Regions from separate parts of the Mus musculus genome. Here regions 1 and 3 are each linked to region 2. A link is a contact called in public promoter capture Hi-C data. All regions are on one chromosome and are shown on one strand. Each heading gives the region's core, a stretch centred on a gene start, on an enhancer-like site or on the middle of the called end of the contact. The rest is flanking DNA. Distances are from core to core; before and after follow the strand shown.

The links. Promoter capture Hi-C pulls out the DNA fragments that hold promoters and counts their contacts. Capture Hi-C pulls out chosen DNA fragments and counts their contacts.
Region 1: a contact with region 2 is called in a promoter capture Hi-C map of liver. The contact joins the enhancer-like site here to the promoter of Mfn2 in region 2. A contact is called at or near these places in 7 of 39 promoter capture datasets (the C10 cell line, the HPC-7 cell line, cranial neural crest and 4 more), 1 of 15 datasets of contacts at CTCF or cohesin (pro-B cells), 1 of 484 Hi-C or Micro-C datasets (embryonic stem cells), 5 of 115 datasets of contacts at active chromatin or transcription factors (the 230-238 cell line, bone marrow-derived macrophages and embryonic stem cells) and 3 of 9 other capture datasets (adipose tissue, liver and pancreatic islet).
Region 3: a promoter capture Hi-C map of pancreatic islet shows a contact between it and region 2. The contact joins the promoter of Clcn6 here to the promoter of Mfn2 in region 2. A contact is called at or near these places in 11 of 39 promoter capture datasets (the HPC-7 cell line, cranial neural crest, erythroid cells and 7 more), 19 of 484 Hi-C or Micro-C datasets (CD4 T cells, CD8 T cells, Sertoli cells and 12 more), 18 of 115 datasets of contacts at active chromatin or transcription factors (the 230-238 cell line, CD8 T cells, the NIH/3T3 cell line and 11 more) and 3 of 9 other capture datasets (adipose tissue, liver and pancreatic islet).

Annotation. Positions count from the first base shown.
Region 1 is chr4:148,055,591-148,060,356 of GRCm38.p6, forward strand. Mthfr (methylenetetrahydrofolate reductase) reads left to right here. Exons shown (of 12, transcript NM_010840.3): 12 at 1-3,972. Gm13201 (a long non-coding RNA gene) reads right to left here. Exons shown (of 10, transcript XR_004691353.1): 10 at 2,403-2,511. Among named protein-coding and RNA genes, the nearest start is that of Gm13201, 19 kb to the right of the region's middle. Within about 2 kb of position 1,466, at least 17 of the 459 cell types and tissues checked have an H3K27ac peak or open chromatin away from gene starts, as enhancers often do. A contact at or near this core is called in adipose tissue and liver, where this site is marked.
Region 2 is chr4:147,903,113-147,907,619 of GRCm38.p6, forward strand. Mfn2 (mitofusin 2) reads right to left here and starts at 1,797. Exons shown (of 19, transcript NM_133201.3): 1 at 1,546-1,797; 2 at 243-385.
Region 3 is chr4:148,036,374-148,040,963 of GRCm38.p6, forward strand. Clcn6 (chloride channel, voltage-sensitive 6) reads right to left here and starts at 2,440. Exons shown (of 23, transcript NM_011929.3): 1 at 2,308-2,440; 2 at 1,541-1,600. The coding sequence starts at 2,394. It overlaps Mthfr (methylenetetrahydrofolate reductase), which reads left to right and starts at 2,704. Exons shown (of 12, transcript NM_010840.3): 1 at 2,704-2,759. RefSeq lists promoters at 2,154-2,792, 2,603-2,792, 3,045-4,590, 4,565-4,590.

The DNA.
Region 1 (4,766 bases), core at 216-2,715, 150 kb after region 2:
CTGCATCTCTCAACAGGCACACCATGGAGAGAGAGACACAGGCTCTGTGAGCCTGCATCCCTCAACAGGCACACCACGGAGAGAGAGACACAGGCTCCGTGAGCCTGCATCCCGGTATCTTCCTCACCTGGAGCCCCTCTCCCTCATCTCTCTACACAGGATAATGGCAGCTAGACTAGCAGGAAGCGTCCCGGCTCTGGCTGGACCTAAGATGCCCCGTCGAGGAGGCTGATGCTCTCTGCTCAAGCCCAGAGCCCGTGTTCTTGCTGTGGCAAGCGCCTCCATCCTCAGGGGGAGGAGACCAGAGATTGCCCAGCCACTGCACCAAGGCAGCCTCTAGGAGGTGAACTTTGACCTGGGGTCTGTGTGAGACAGACAGTAGGCACTGTGAAATACTGAAGGAGGTAGGAAGAGATGTGCAAATGAGGGTACAGAAACCTCCTCCCTGCTCAGCGGACTACACACCAGGTCCCCAAGAGAGGCCTGGCTGGTAACACAAGCCTTTCTTGCCATCTTAGGCCAAAGAGTGCAGGAGTTCTGCCTCTGCAGAAGGTTGGTTGTGTCTGTTCTGTGGCTGGGAAGAAAGTGCCCCTTCAGGGTTAAAAGCGTTCTGTCCTCAATGGAGGCTTGCTCTTGGCCTTGTTTTCTGTCCTCTTAGCGAGATTTACCTGGGCAGGGCCCAGCTCTTCCCGTGGCTGTATGAAGCCTGCTCCCTTGCTTCTGAGCAGACTCCTGCCAGCTGCACCGTCTTCTCTGTTGGGCCTAGACTAGGGGCTGTCCCTGGCACTCCTCCCCAGTCAGCCCTCAGGCCTGGCTGCCTGGGGCAGTGACTGGCAGGCACAGATGACTGCTCCCAGCCTGCTGGTCTTGTTTGAGTCAGGGAATGGGAGAAAGCGGTCCGTAGAGCAACTTAGGGAGAGCAGGGGGTTCCTGCCCTCGTCTCCCAGGCCTGGGTGACTGCAGTGGAGAGCAGCCTTGGAGAGAATGAGCAGAAGCAGCCAGGAGGAGGAGGTCCTTTTATTGTCCCAGAGCTCCAGGCGCTGGCCCCTCCAACTGTGGGCCTGTTCCCTCCCTCGGAAGGCTGGGCTTGGTTCTCTTATTTCTCAGGAATATTTCATAGCTGCTGCTGGCCCCTACTCACCCCATGCCTGCTACACCTGAGCCACTGTAAACTGTTTCCAGGAGCACAGGCTGCTGCTAGTTCTTCTCATGGGCTCTTGGCTACCAAACGCTGGTGCCACTTTTCAAAGGCTTGGAGGCAGGGCAGGAAGTACTGCTTGTCTCAGGCTCCCTCCAGGGTCTGTACTGGGCCTGTCAGACTTGACACCTAAGCCATGTTCTGTGTGTCTCAACCAGAGGCCCTTTCCTTTGCCCTGGCAGCCAGCCCACCCTGTCTCTGCCCAAATATCTAGGCTCAGAATAGACTGGACTTGTGACCCGGGAAGCTATGCCCCGTGACCTGCAAACAAGACATCTGTTCTGGACGCAGGCCCTGCAAGGACCAGCATGGGGAGCCACTGCCACAAACAGACTGGTTCTCTGAGTGAGTGAAACTGATACTTGGCTGGGCTTGAGGCCCCTAGTCAAGGGCTCTAATGTCCAGGCTGTGTGCTCTGTAACCAATGGCCAATTCAACTGAATGAGGATAGCGCAGGGTGGTGAGCAGGGACACCCTCCCCTCTCCCTGGCTCAGCCTGGAGGTGGCACTGGTCTTGGAGGGCTGGCTGGGTGAACCAAGGTAAAGTCACCTGGAAAAGGACCCGGCTCTCTTCTCTCTGGTGTAGCTGTTGAGCCACCCGGAGCTGAAGGACCTTTTTCTGCCATGTCCTCCACGCCTGTTCCAGGTGCCATTGTCTGAGCTACAGAGAGAGTTGATAGAAAAGATCCTCTGCCATCCTGTCAGCCCTGGCCCTTCTGCTGCCACCCCAGGGTGAAGGAGATGTGACAAGGGGCCATCACCTAAGAAATGTTAATAAGTGATCACACCTGAGCCCATCCCTAAGGCTTTGGGCATGAGGTGCAATTAGTAGTTAGTGCCTCCAGCTAGCCAAGGGATACATAGGATGAGTGGGGAGTTGTTCCCAGGGCCTCTGCTTGGTACAGAGGAGCTGAGCCTCCCTACCAGAGCCCAAGACAGCTGCTCCACCCAGTGAACATCTACCCAGCGCTGCCATGCCCTTGCCAGGCTCCAGGCCTGCTGGGAAACCTGACTATGCCAACACTATAGGTACCTGTCCCTGCAGGCCAAGAACATCTAACCTCTTCAACAGCAAAGAACAAGAGGCCCAGGCTCGGCCATTCTGCCAGAGTTGAAAAATCCCTTGCCTGAAGGGACTGACCACCCCTCCCATGCACAGCTGGTCCACCTTTGAGGAGCCTGGCCTTGGCCCTTCAGGGCCCTAGTCTCAGAGCTGCAGGGCTCACCTATTCCTGTAGGGGGCCAGTGGAGGGCCCGTGCAGGCAGTGGCAGCCAGAACTCGAGGGCTGGGCAGAGGGGTCTCTCTGTGACACCTGAAAAGGAGACTTGGGTCAGGAGAGGATGATGCCTTGATTTAAAAGAACAGAAGCCCCACCCACCTACCCCTCAAGTCTCCAGGCTGTGGGCTGGCCCAAGGCGCTAATGGGAAAAGAAGGGAATTCTTCAAGTAGCTGGGACACTCAAGAAGAGATGGACAGGGGCATTGTTTCAAAGGGTGTGGCCTGAGGACTGAGACTCAAAGCCCAGGTTGTGGTCCTCTGTGCCTCTTCCATGTGGCCGTGCCAGGCTGAGCAGCACATTCTCTACAGCAGGTGGCCAGCAGCTGTGAGTCTGAAGGAAGAGCAGGGGGACAAGGACCAACTGCAATGGGCTTGACCCTGCTGACCACAAGGGGGTCCTGCCTGCCTCCTGCCAGAGCAGGCTCCCACCTGCGTGCATAATGGGGCGCTTCACCTGACACTCAGGAGTCCCAAGACCCCCAGATGAGGCAAGCCACCCGTAGTGGCACAGCTCCCTCTGACCATCCTCCCCGTTGGCTGAAAACATCTAAGCAGAGGCTGGCTCAGTACTGCGGTGGAGCTCAGGCCAGCCCTGAGATTGACATTATGCTCCTGAATTAAGCTTTAGATGTTGCCGAAGCCTTGCCTCTCACATGTGGCCTGACTCCAAGGTCTGGGCTCCCAACTAATGCAGCATACACAGGGGATTCACAGCACCACAGAATGGCTCGCCACCTGCACGTGTTGCCAGGGGAAGGCTACCTGGGCATGCATGAACCTGTGGTAAAGAGCAGGACCCTGGGTACCATTCTCAGTGTCTGCGTGTTTCTAGAAACCTCAGTTTATCAGCATATCAGCCCTGCCTTCACTAACAAGAAGAGAATGAAAGTACATATACTTTTAAAAGGTTCTAGTGTACTGGTGAAATTTCACGACGCTGAGGCAAGAGGGCGAGAGGCTGCCTCATGAGCTTGAAGCCACCTGGACTGTATAAGCTGGGTCTACAAAGCCTGTAACATCAACAAGCCCAACAGCATGAGGCCCATGGTGTGCCAGCACCCTGAGCCCGTACGAGGATTCTGAAACCCAGCAACGCTAGTCTTGCAATTCTGTTTCAAAGGCAAAGCCACTTTGATGCCTTATGTTCTTTCCAAAGTTAATTCTGTTCCTCTGGCATCTGAGCAAGAGTCTTGGTGAGGCCAGATTGTCTTTGGGAACACTGTCTAGCCTGCCAGGGACTTGGGCTGAGTCCCCTAGTTACATCTGCAGACCTCTAGGCAGTGTTGTTTCTTGCACCTGGCATTTGTGATTATCTCTCTCCTCCTGATAGGCCTTCAGCCTCTCACTGTTGTGTCAGAGCTAAGAACTTCTGGTCTGAAGGTGACTTTTTGGTACAGAAAAGAGAAAAACCCAAATTTCTACTTTATTTTCTAAAATGAGCACATTGCATTTTTCCAATTAAAAAAAAATTGCTGTCTCCATATAGCTGTTTTTAAATGCTTAGCGTAATTTATTTTTGTGTGCATGTGTGTGTGTGCGTGTGTGTATGTGTGTGCGTGTGTATGTGTGTGTGCGCGCGCACGTGCGTGTGCACACACCTATGGAAGCCAGAACAGGCCATTGAGTCAACAGATCACCCGGAGCTTGAGCTTCACAGGGTTGAAAGCCACCAATGTGGATGTGGGTGCTGGGAAACGAACTCTGGTCCCTCTAGAAAGAGCAACCAGTTACCATGGAACCATCTCTCCAGCTCCCAGATGGTGCTGTAACTGAATTTAAGATCTGAAGGTGTAGCTTAGTGAACATTTGTCCAGCGTCTCTCTTAAAAAAACTATGTGGTGTTTGTGGTATACGTGTCAGGAAGGGCAGGCATGCCTTGGTGAGCATGACAGCCAGAGGACAACTCTGGAGTTTATTGTCTCCTTCTGCCTTCACATCAGTTGTGATAATCAAATCAAGTCATTGGGTTGGCATGGCAAGTGCCTTTACCTGCCCAGACACCCTGCTCACCCATGGATACTTTTTTCCCCCTTTGAGACAGTTTAATTATTCAGCCCTAGCTAGCTTCAAACTCCCGGAGATCTTGCCTCTGCCTGCCTCTGCCTTCCTAATACTGGGATTAAAGGCACACAACACCGTGCCCAGCCACAAACACTTTTAAACAGTGTCCATCTCCCTAATAGAGACCCTTTGAAGGCAGACCTGCACAGGGCTGTCACTCAAGAGGTTTGCTAATGGATCCTCCCGCTTCCACCCTGTTGTTGGCCACCCTGCACTGGGTTGTGTGG
Region 2 (4,507 bases), core at 547-3,046:
AGCACAGGGACAAACAAACAAGGAGGAGAGGGACAGATCCTGGCCATGCTTTGAACTGTCAACCAGTGAAATCCCCGTGGAAGCAGAAAGGAGATACAGCAGCTCCTTCCGACACAAGTTGGAAGCCACGAGCTCTGTGCTCCAGGATCCACTCCGAGAGACTCGCCAGCCGAGAGCCAGCAGAACACACCCTTTTGCTCTTCATCTAGATCCATGGTGGCCAAACCACAGCTCTCACTTACTTTCTAGCTGGTAAGAGACCTTCACAGGTTGGGCATCGTGGACATGGCTGGAGTCAGAAAGATGAAAAGGACTCGAGGTCTCCTCTGTGCTGATTCAGGTCCAGGTTGGCCCCTGATGGTGTTGACTCCACCTGTCCAAGCTTCTGGAAAGGAAAAAGGCAGAGGTCACTGGGCCACCAGGAAAGAAAATGCAAAATATGTTTAATCAGGTGTTAAAGCCAAACTAACTCATCCCTGAGGGAAGCTTACTCATTGCGGTGTTGAGGAAGCAGGTGAGGAAGTGTGTGTGTGGAGGGGGAGGAGACAATAACAATGACAATGAGACAAACACATTAGCCGTGTGCTAATATATTAAGCCATGTGCTAATGCAAGGCACCAAAGAGGTCCTCGCTAAGACACAGCCAGAGAGAGAAGGGAGCTGAATCAGGCCAAGGCCTGGCCTTCAGGACTGGGGAACTGCCAACTAGAAGTGGAAGGGGAGTGGAGAGGAGAGGAAGAAAAATAGACCTGACAAAGGCCAGAGTATCCCTGCTACTGTAAAGTCTCTCCTTCCATTCTCAAGTCTATGGAGCAAACTTGGTCTCTACAGTACTAGGAAGATGTATAGAGCCAAGCAGCCAAGCTAGACACCAAACTACACTAGCTGTGACTCCAAAGCTCACTTGTGTTTTCCTACCTAAGACAAAAAGGGGACAATCAAGAGTCCTTTTCTGACGAAGGGAGAGATGATTGGCAAAGCTAGAAAACAGGATAGAAAAGTACTACAAGAGATGGAGGCCAGTAGTGTTGCCTTTCTCCTTCCAAACAGCTATCTTTTTCAGTATTCACTGTGGCCTTTCAATGTGTTAGGTGCTAGGGTCAGGGACGGATTAAGAATAGCTCCAACCCTCAGAGTCTTAACGGTGCAATGAAAAGGCATATAAGTAAAAAGACTTCCACCGTAAGTGGGGTACAGTGAACCGGGTGCTGAAAAAAAAAAAATGCTGGCAAAAAAAGAAAAGTACTGGATGAAAACCGGGAATGGGTCAGGGACCTTGAATGGAGATCACAGGGCTGAGACATCAGGGTGTGGGGAGCTGCGAGGAGGAGCCCACCTCCCAGCCTTCAGTCCGGTGGCCCGCCCCCTCCTCAGAGCCGAGCAGGGCTTGACGGCGAGGCCGCAGCAGGGGAAACGCCCGTGTGACCCGAGCCTGAGCCCGAGGCCCAGAGGCCCCAGAGGCCCAGCGTCCTAAGCCGGGTGGCTCAGGACTCTCCCGGCCCGGGCCTGCCGGTTCCACCACCCCGGCGCGCTCGCCCTCTCACCTTCACCTTCCCGGCCTCGCGGCGGCCATCACACCCAACACGTCACTAGCCGGCGCCACACCGAGAGAAGCGGGAGGGGAGGGGGCTGCGCTCGTCACTCGCCCCGCTGCAGCCCGGACGAGCCGATGGCCTCTGAACGCTGTCACCTCAACCTTACCACTCCTATACCACAGTGTCTAGGAACTCCGCGCTCCAAAAGGAGCCCCCGCGTGCCTGGTAACCGTCCCGTGTCTCGTGCAGATGACGTAAGCTGTAGGGTGGGGCTCCCAGCGCGTCATGGGAGTTGTAGTTTGGATCAGCGTCCGTCAGGGTGGGGTAGGGCGGAGCCTCGAGCTGTCAAGCAGGGGTTGGAGGGGTGGGAGAACGGGACGGGGGTTGGGGGAGGGGAGAGGGTGGACGGCGGGGAGGGGAGCGGGCAGGACACGACAAGGGTACCGATTAGAGGTTTGCGTGCGCCTTTTTTGTTGTTGCGCCTTTTTTGTTGTTGCTGCTCCAGAATTTGACCCTGTATAACACCTGTCAGTTTTGAAATCCAGACTCGCATTTCATAATCCGAGTGTCTTCAAAGGGAACAAACAGACCGTTAGGGTGAAGTAATTGTCCTTCAGTTGCCTTTGAGGCAACTAAACAGCAGCCACAACGCATCAGGCAGCTACTAGGTGACAGTCATTGCACTGGCTATCTAACATGCAGTTTTTAATTTTCACTCAGTCCCAGGACATTCAGGACATGATTATCCAACCTCACATGCCATTCACTGGCCCCTCATTTTGTTCCAAGAACTGGGATACTGCATTGGACCCCAAGCTGGGAGGGCTCCAAGCCTGGGCTCTGTAGTAACACCCACCAGCCACTTGTAGCTACTGAGACCCTGAAATGCAGCTGCTACAAACTGAGAAATGCCCCAATGTTTAATATAAAAAGAAATGCAAACTACCTTATTAGTAATTTTATATTGATGTGTTGTTATAGCTTTGGATAAACTGGGCTAAATGAAATACATTATCTTAATTAAATCGCCCCCCCCACCCCGTTTCTTCTTACTTCTAAAAGTAGAGCTAATAGTGGCGGTCACAAAAAAGGCTCAGTAGGTATAAATGGCTGCTACCAAGCCTGACAGCTTGAGTTCCATCTCCAGGAACCCACACGGTGGAAGGAAAGAACCTGCTCATAAAATGTTGTCCTCTAACCTCCGTACAAGAGCCAGGGCACGTGTACATCAACCACACACGATAAATGAATATGGTTGGGGCCTAGAGAGATGGCTTTTACAGAGGACCCAACACCTACATGTTAGCTCACATCGGTAACTACAATTCAGGGGATCCAGTGTCCTCTCTGTCTTCCAGGGGGAACCAGGCACACTTCTGATACACTTCCATACATGCAGGCAGCATCCCATACACATTAAATAAAAACAACAAGCCAAGTATTTAAAAGCAGATAATATGGCTAGCTGAATATTTTAACTGTGTCTGTGGCCCATGCGACCTTGCTTTTGTTTGTTTGGGGGCAGGCTTCCCACTATGTAGCCCAAACCAGCCTTGAATTGATGATCTTTTTACTCTGCCTCCCAAGGGCTAGGACTGTAGTCATCTCACTGACACACCTAGCTGCCATGTTATGCTTTCTACCGATTGGCACTGCCCTATAGCCAGGGTACAGTCATGCCACAAACAGCCTCAGAGGTAAATCAGCACGCCGGTTACGAGTCTCCAGAGAGGTGAGTCATGGGAGCTGGCCTGTAGTCACTGCCCATAGGGCAGCTTCTTGTCTGGAACATCTGACTCTGAACTGGAGAGACACACCCAGCACTTGCCTTGGGGTATAGTGTGCGCTAAGTATCTCCTCCTCCATCATCTCCAGCCTCCCCAGGGAATTCTTTGAGTACAAAACTGAAGACTGTTTCCTTTCCCTTTGGCAGAATCTTACTCAAGCCAGAGGCTTGGAGGAGCTTTCCCAAACTCTCTCCTGTCCATTCTGCCTCTGCTGTAGCCTCCCTGAAAGCTTTGGCCTAGGCTCCCATCCCAACCTGGACAGAAGAGGGAACTTCTGAGCCCATTCCCAGGCTTCTAATCTTACATTCCACTTGGGCTTGCCTAAACCAGAACTCCAAACTGTGAGGCTCTTCCTTTAACCCCTCAATGGCAAGGTTCCTCCAGTACTGCAGACTGCCACTAGAAATGGGTCTAGCGAGTACTGGGGTTCAACTGCAGGGGGCTTTTCTTATGTCAGTTATTCCTGTTTTGATCGACTTTTCCACTGTGTATATGAATTGCACATACCAGAAAATGGTCACTATTAGAAACAACCCTGGACAGGACATGACGGTTCATGTCAGTCATCCCAGTACTCAGGGGTTGAGGCAGGAGGATCACAGGTGAGAGGCCAGCCTGGATTACACAGGAAACTTTGCCACAAATGAACAAAACTCAAGAATCCTCTACAAGGCATACATTGTTTTTAATTTTTATTATTAGTGTGTGCGTGCACACTCGCGAATGATGTATGTAGGGGGTACATGTGTGGAGTCAGTTCTTTCTACCCTTTACATGGCAGTTCTGGGAATCAAACTCAGGGCATCAGGTTTGTTCAGGTGACTGCCGGATGAGCCGACTCACCAGCCTCAATGTACACAATTCCTGAATGACTGGTTGTTTCCAACTGGAGTACTAACTCCTTTCACCTACTTCTATGGTCTGAATGTGTTTGATATCTGTGCTGGTCAGTTTTGGGGTTGTTTGTCTACTTGACACAAGATAGACTCATCTGAATAGGGTAAATCTGTAGAGAAAATACCTCCATAAGATCGGTCTGTAGGCAAGCTTGTGAAGTGTTTTCTTGAATGGTGAATTGATGTGGAAGGACCCAGTTGACTGTAGGCACTACTGTGGTCAGGCAGGTGGCCCTAGGTTGTATAAGAAAGCAGGATGACAAACCAGGCATGGTTGCTCATGCCTTT
Region 3 (4,590 bases), core at 1,190-3,689, 130 kb after region 2:
TTATTTTTATATGCACAAGTGTTTTGCCTGCATGTATATATGTGTACCACATGCATAACTATTTCCCACAAAGGCCAGAAAGGGACACTGAATATCCTAAAATCGAATACAGATGGAATTGAACCCAGGACCCCGGGAAAAGCAATCAGTGCTTTTAACAACTGAGCCATCTTTCCAGCCCCTAACAATAAGTTTTAAAATTAAAAAAGAAAAATGTCATCCCCCTCCCCCCCATCCCAAATAAATACAAAAAGCTGCTCAGAGGGCTGGCCCTTAGATGTACGCTGAGCAGACTTCCCTGATTAGTGTCTGAATGAATTTGCTCTTATGAACATAAAACAGTTGGGGCGTGGTGGCACACACTTTTAATCCTAGCTCTTGGGAGGCAGAGGCAGGTGGATTTCTGAGTTTGAGGCCAGCCTGGTCTACAGAGTGAATTCCAGAACAGCCAGGGATACACAGAGAAACCCTGTCTCAAAAAGAAAAAATAAATAAATAAACAAAACAGCATAAAACAAACAGCTTCCCACAAACTTGTATGTGGAGATGGCTAAATGGGAAACATTAAAGATTTGAGTGTAAAATCACTAATCCATAAAAAAATTCACATGAGGGGCTGTCGAGATGGCTCAGTGGTTAAGAGCGCCGACTGCTCTTCTGAAGGTCCCTAGTTCAAATCCCAGCAACCACATGGTGGCTCACAACCATCTGTAACGAAATCTGATGCCCTCTTCTGGAGTGTCTGAAGACAGCTACAGTGTACTTACATATAATAAATAAATAAATCTAAAAAAAAAAAAAAATTCACATGAACATTCTATCAGCCTAAGGCAAGCGAGCTACAAATGGGTGTGACAGAGTTACTCAAAAGGTTGGATAGGGAAACAAAAATGTTGGATAGGGAGGCTGGAGAGATGGCTCAGCAGTTAAGAGCACTGACTGCTCTTGCAGAGGTCCTGAGTTCAACTCCCAGCAACCACATGGTGGCTTATGACCATCTGTAATAGGAATCCGTGTCCGAAGACAGCTACAGTATACTCATATACATTAATTAAATAAATAAATCTTTTTCAAAAAATAAGAGGTTGGGATAGGATTGATGGAGCAGCCTTTGTGAGTCTCCAGAAGAGCTCTTCCCATCTCAGCCTCCCAAGTCCAGTGGCAAACTAAAAGGAACCACAACATGTGGCCCCACACTCTTCAAAGTTTCATATCTGAAACTGGAAACTATAATCCAGAATAGGGCAGAAGAGAGAGAGGCAAGGTCTCCTCACAGCTCACGAGAGAGACTGTTTTGAGCACTCACAGGGAAGAGCTTCGACCCTGGGTCCCTGGAAGGTTTAATGGCAAACACGCTCTATATCCAGGCAGAACTGGAATGCATCACCACCAGACTGTGGGACCAGGTTAAGGACTTGCTAGGCAGTCATCTCCCCCATTCCCTGAGGCAGAGGGTCAAAGAGCATCTCTGGTTGGAGGCCTGAAGCACTCAGTCCTCTCACTACACCAGTTACCCAGGACAGCATCTGGAACACCTCACCTCATAGTCTTTCCTTGGAAGAATCTCATCCTCTTCTTCCTGTGTCTCCCCAAGGATGGTCTAGAAAAACAGATTCACAGAATGGAGATCTTTTAATGGGTTAAGGGTACAAGGAGGGTAGTATTATTAAAATCGAAATTAGCTAGAGCCATCTTCAAAGAGGAACAATGTTTCAAAACCATGAGCTCTACATTTCTATTGATCGGCGAATTCTTTAAATCGTAATGCTCACCTTCAGGACACCTGAAAGATGTCTGATGGCAGCTTCGTTGGAGGAGAAAATTCGTGTTTCATTTGACAATAGACTGACTACGGAATCGGGGGGAATGAATCAATTCTGAGAACACAACTCAAGTTTTCCCAGCTTGCTTTGCACGGGGAAGCTGGATCACCAGTGACCCAGAAAGAGTGAAGGGTAGAGAATAAGAACAGGCCAGAGAAACTACACCAACGGCATGGGCGTCACGTCCCGCGCAAGGGCTCATTCTACAATGCTTGCTTCGTTCAAAACTCAAAGAGAATATGGACGGCATTAATTCAAGCTGGCCGAGGCCCTCCCTCGGAGTCCAGAGAGAGGTTATAGAACAGAACTCTGGCTGGGGCACGCGGAGGTAAGCTGGATGCTTCCCGAGCCCAGGCAGCGGTCTCCGGGCCCCACCCGCTGCCACCTGCAGGCGCGGTCCGGCGCGGCCCCACCCCCGGCAACGCCTCTTGTCATCCTGTCATCCCTCCGTAGCCACCCCTTCCCCAGCCAGGCAGCCGCTCACCAGCTCCTCGGGGGTGCGGCTCTCCCGTTCACCGCAGCAGCAACACCACCGGCAGCAGCAGCACACGGACCCCCTGCACCCCGCCATCTTCCTCCTTTGCTGCCGCTCCGGACCACCTAGGCCAACCCCCCTCCCACCCAGGATCCGCGCCTCACGTGACTGGCCCCGGGAGGGTCACGTGGCCCTCTCGAGCTCTGGGTCCGGAGACAGGGAGTGGCTGCAGACGGGTGGGGCGAGGGCTCGCGTCACATGACGCAGTACTTGGCTGGCTTCCCCTGAGACCTCTGGGCGCGGCCATGTTGGGGCGGGACTTCCGGCCGTCGTCTCGTCTCGTAGATGTGGCTTCCGCCTGCCGCTCGTCCTGTTTCCCTTAGCAACCGACAGCTCCGCCCCGCCTTCTTCGCCAGCCCTAGGGAGGTGGCACCCTCGCCGCCACCGATCTGACGCAAGAGGTAACGCAAAAGGCTTGGGACGCTGCGGATAGATTCGCAGAGTCGGGAACACACCACCGCAAGCTAGACCTGTGGGCAGGCGGTTAGGTGCTGGCCGGCCCTTTGCACGTGAAGGCTCCTTAGGGCCTATGAATACTCATGGAGGCTGTCACCCCAGCCCCACTACCTGCAGGAAGGTATCTCAAAGTTAAAGGAATCCTGGATCTGGGGCAGTGATCCAGACCCTGCAGCCTTCTGGGACCCGCATCCCCGCCACGGCCTGTGACCCATTGACCAGGTGACCCGATTACCATCCCTCAGGCCATGGTGGCTGCCTGCCATAGTGTCTGTCTGTCTAGCTCTCTCGCTCGCTCTCTGGGATTTTGTTTGGTTTGGTTTGGTTTTCGCGACAGATTCTCTGTGTAGCCCTAGCTGTTCTGAAACTCTCTGTAGATCAGGCCTCGAACTCCGAGATCCATTGCCTCCTGCGAGCTGAGATTAAATATGTGCGTTGTCATGCCTGGTTGCCATAGTCTCTTAAACCCATCTCCCTGACAGCATCTGGAAAGGAAGAGTGGACCGACCATTAGTTTCAACGCCCAGGTGTCCATAGCATCCTGCAGTTCACATGCATCTATCACAACTCTTCCGGGAGTGGTGGGCTCAGTGTTTGTCAGTCTTATTTAAATGATCAGTAGGTGGCAGCGAGGCATTTTGAGATTGGTGTGGAGGTCTTGGCAGTTTTGAGCCCAGTGAGTACTGCCTGTTTTACTACTCTGCCAGGCACTGGCGATGCCACGCCTGAGACTGGTCTTTCTGGTCCAGTCACAGGCAGGGGACTGGACAGTAGAAGGGTAAACAAATTTGTCGGTTCACAGGCTCATCCTTGTGTGATTTGGGAGCTCAACTAATAATGGATAGGGGGTGGGAACTGTTAGAAATGCTTAAACCGAGCCGGGTGTGATGGCGCACGCCTTTAATCCCAACACTCAGGAGGCAGAGGCAGGCGGATTTCTGAGTTTGAGGCCAGCCTGGTCTACAAAGTGAGTTCCAAGACATCCAGGGCTCTACAGAAAAACCCTGTCTCGAAAAACCAGAAAAAAAAACAAAAATGCTTAAACCTTGGAGCGGTTTGCTGTGCCTGAGTCAGCTCCTCCGGTTTTGTTCCAGCAGTGAAAACGAGGCATTTCCCTTGGGTGGAGGAGGAAGGCCTTTGAAGGCCTTTCTCACTCTCCATGAGAACCTGGCAGTTTTAGGTCAGAACAGAAGTGGGACAGATAGATTGGGAGTAACACTGGCACTAAGTCTGGAGTCCAGGAGGGGAAAGAGCAATGGATTTCTTCCGATTCTTGAAGCTGAGACCCAAAATGGTACACTGACTTAAGAGGTGGAAGTTTCTGGAAAGAAACAAACCTGACCTGGTTTCTCTGTTGCTCCACGTCACCACACAGATAGCCACTACTGTGCTGGCCCACTGCTGTGCAGTGGTAGTGTTTGCTTCTTTTCCAGACTAGACTGCAGTATGGCCCTGTGCCCTGTTGGAAGGGCGTATGTGGTAGACTGTGGTCACTGATCCTTTTGACTTAATTGGCGTGTTTAGGGAGAGCTGCTACCAGGGCAGGCACAGATGGAACAACCTTTGTTCAGAGTTGGACATAAATCCATCCCTACCCTCGGTGACTTCAGTCCACCTGCCTCTGCAGCCCAGCCCGTGGCAAGTTCTAGCTCACAACACAACAGTCTTTTTGAAGTAGTGTGATCTCAGGAGATCTGGCTGCTTGGCCATGCTGCAGAAAGCCTATATAACACGTTCCAGGCGAAGCCAGCCACAGTGAGCTGTTCTTTCTTTGGT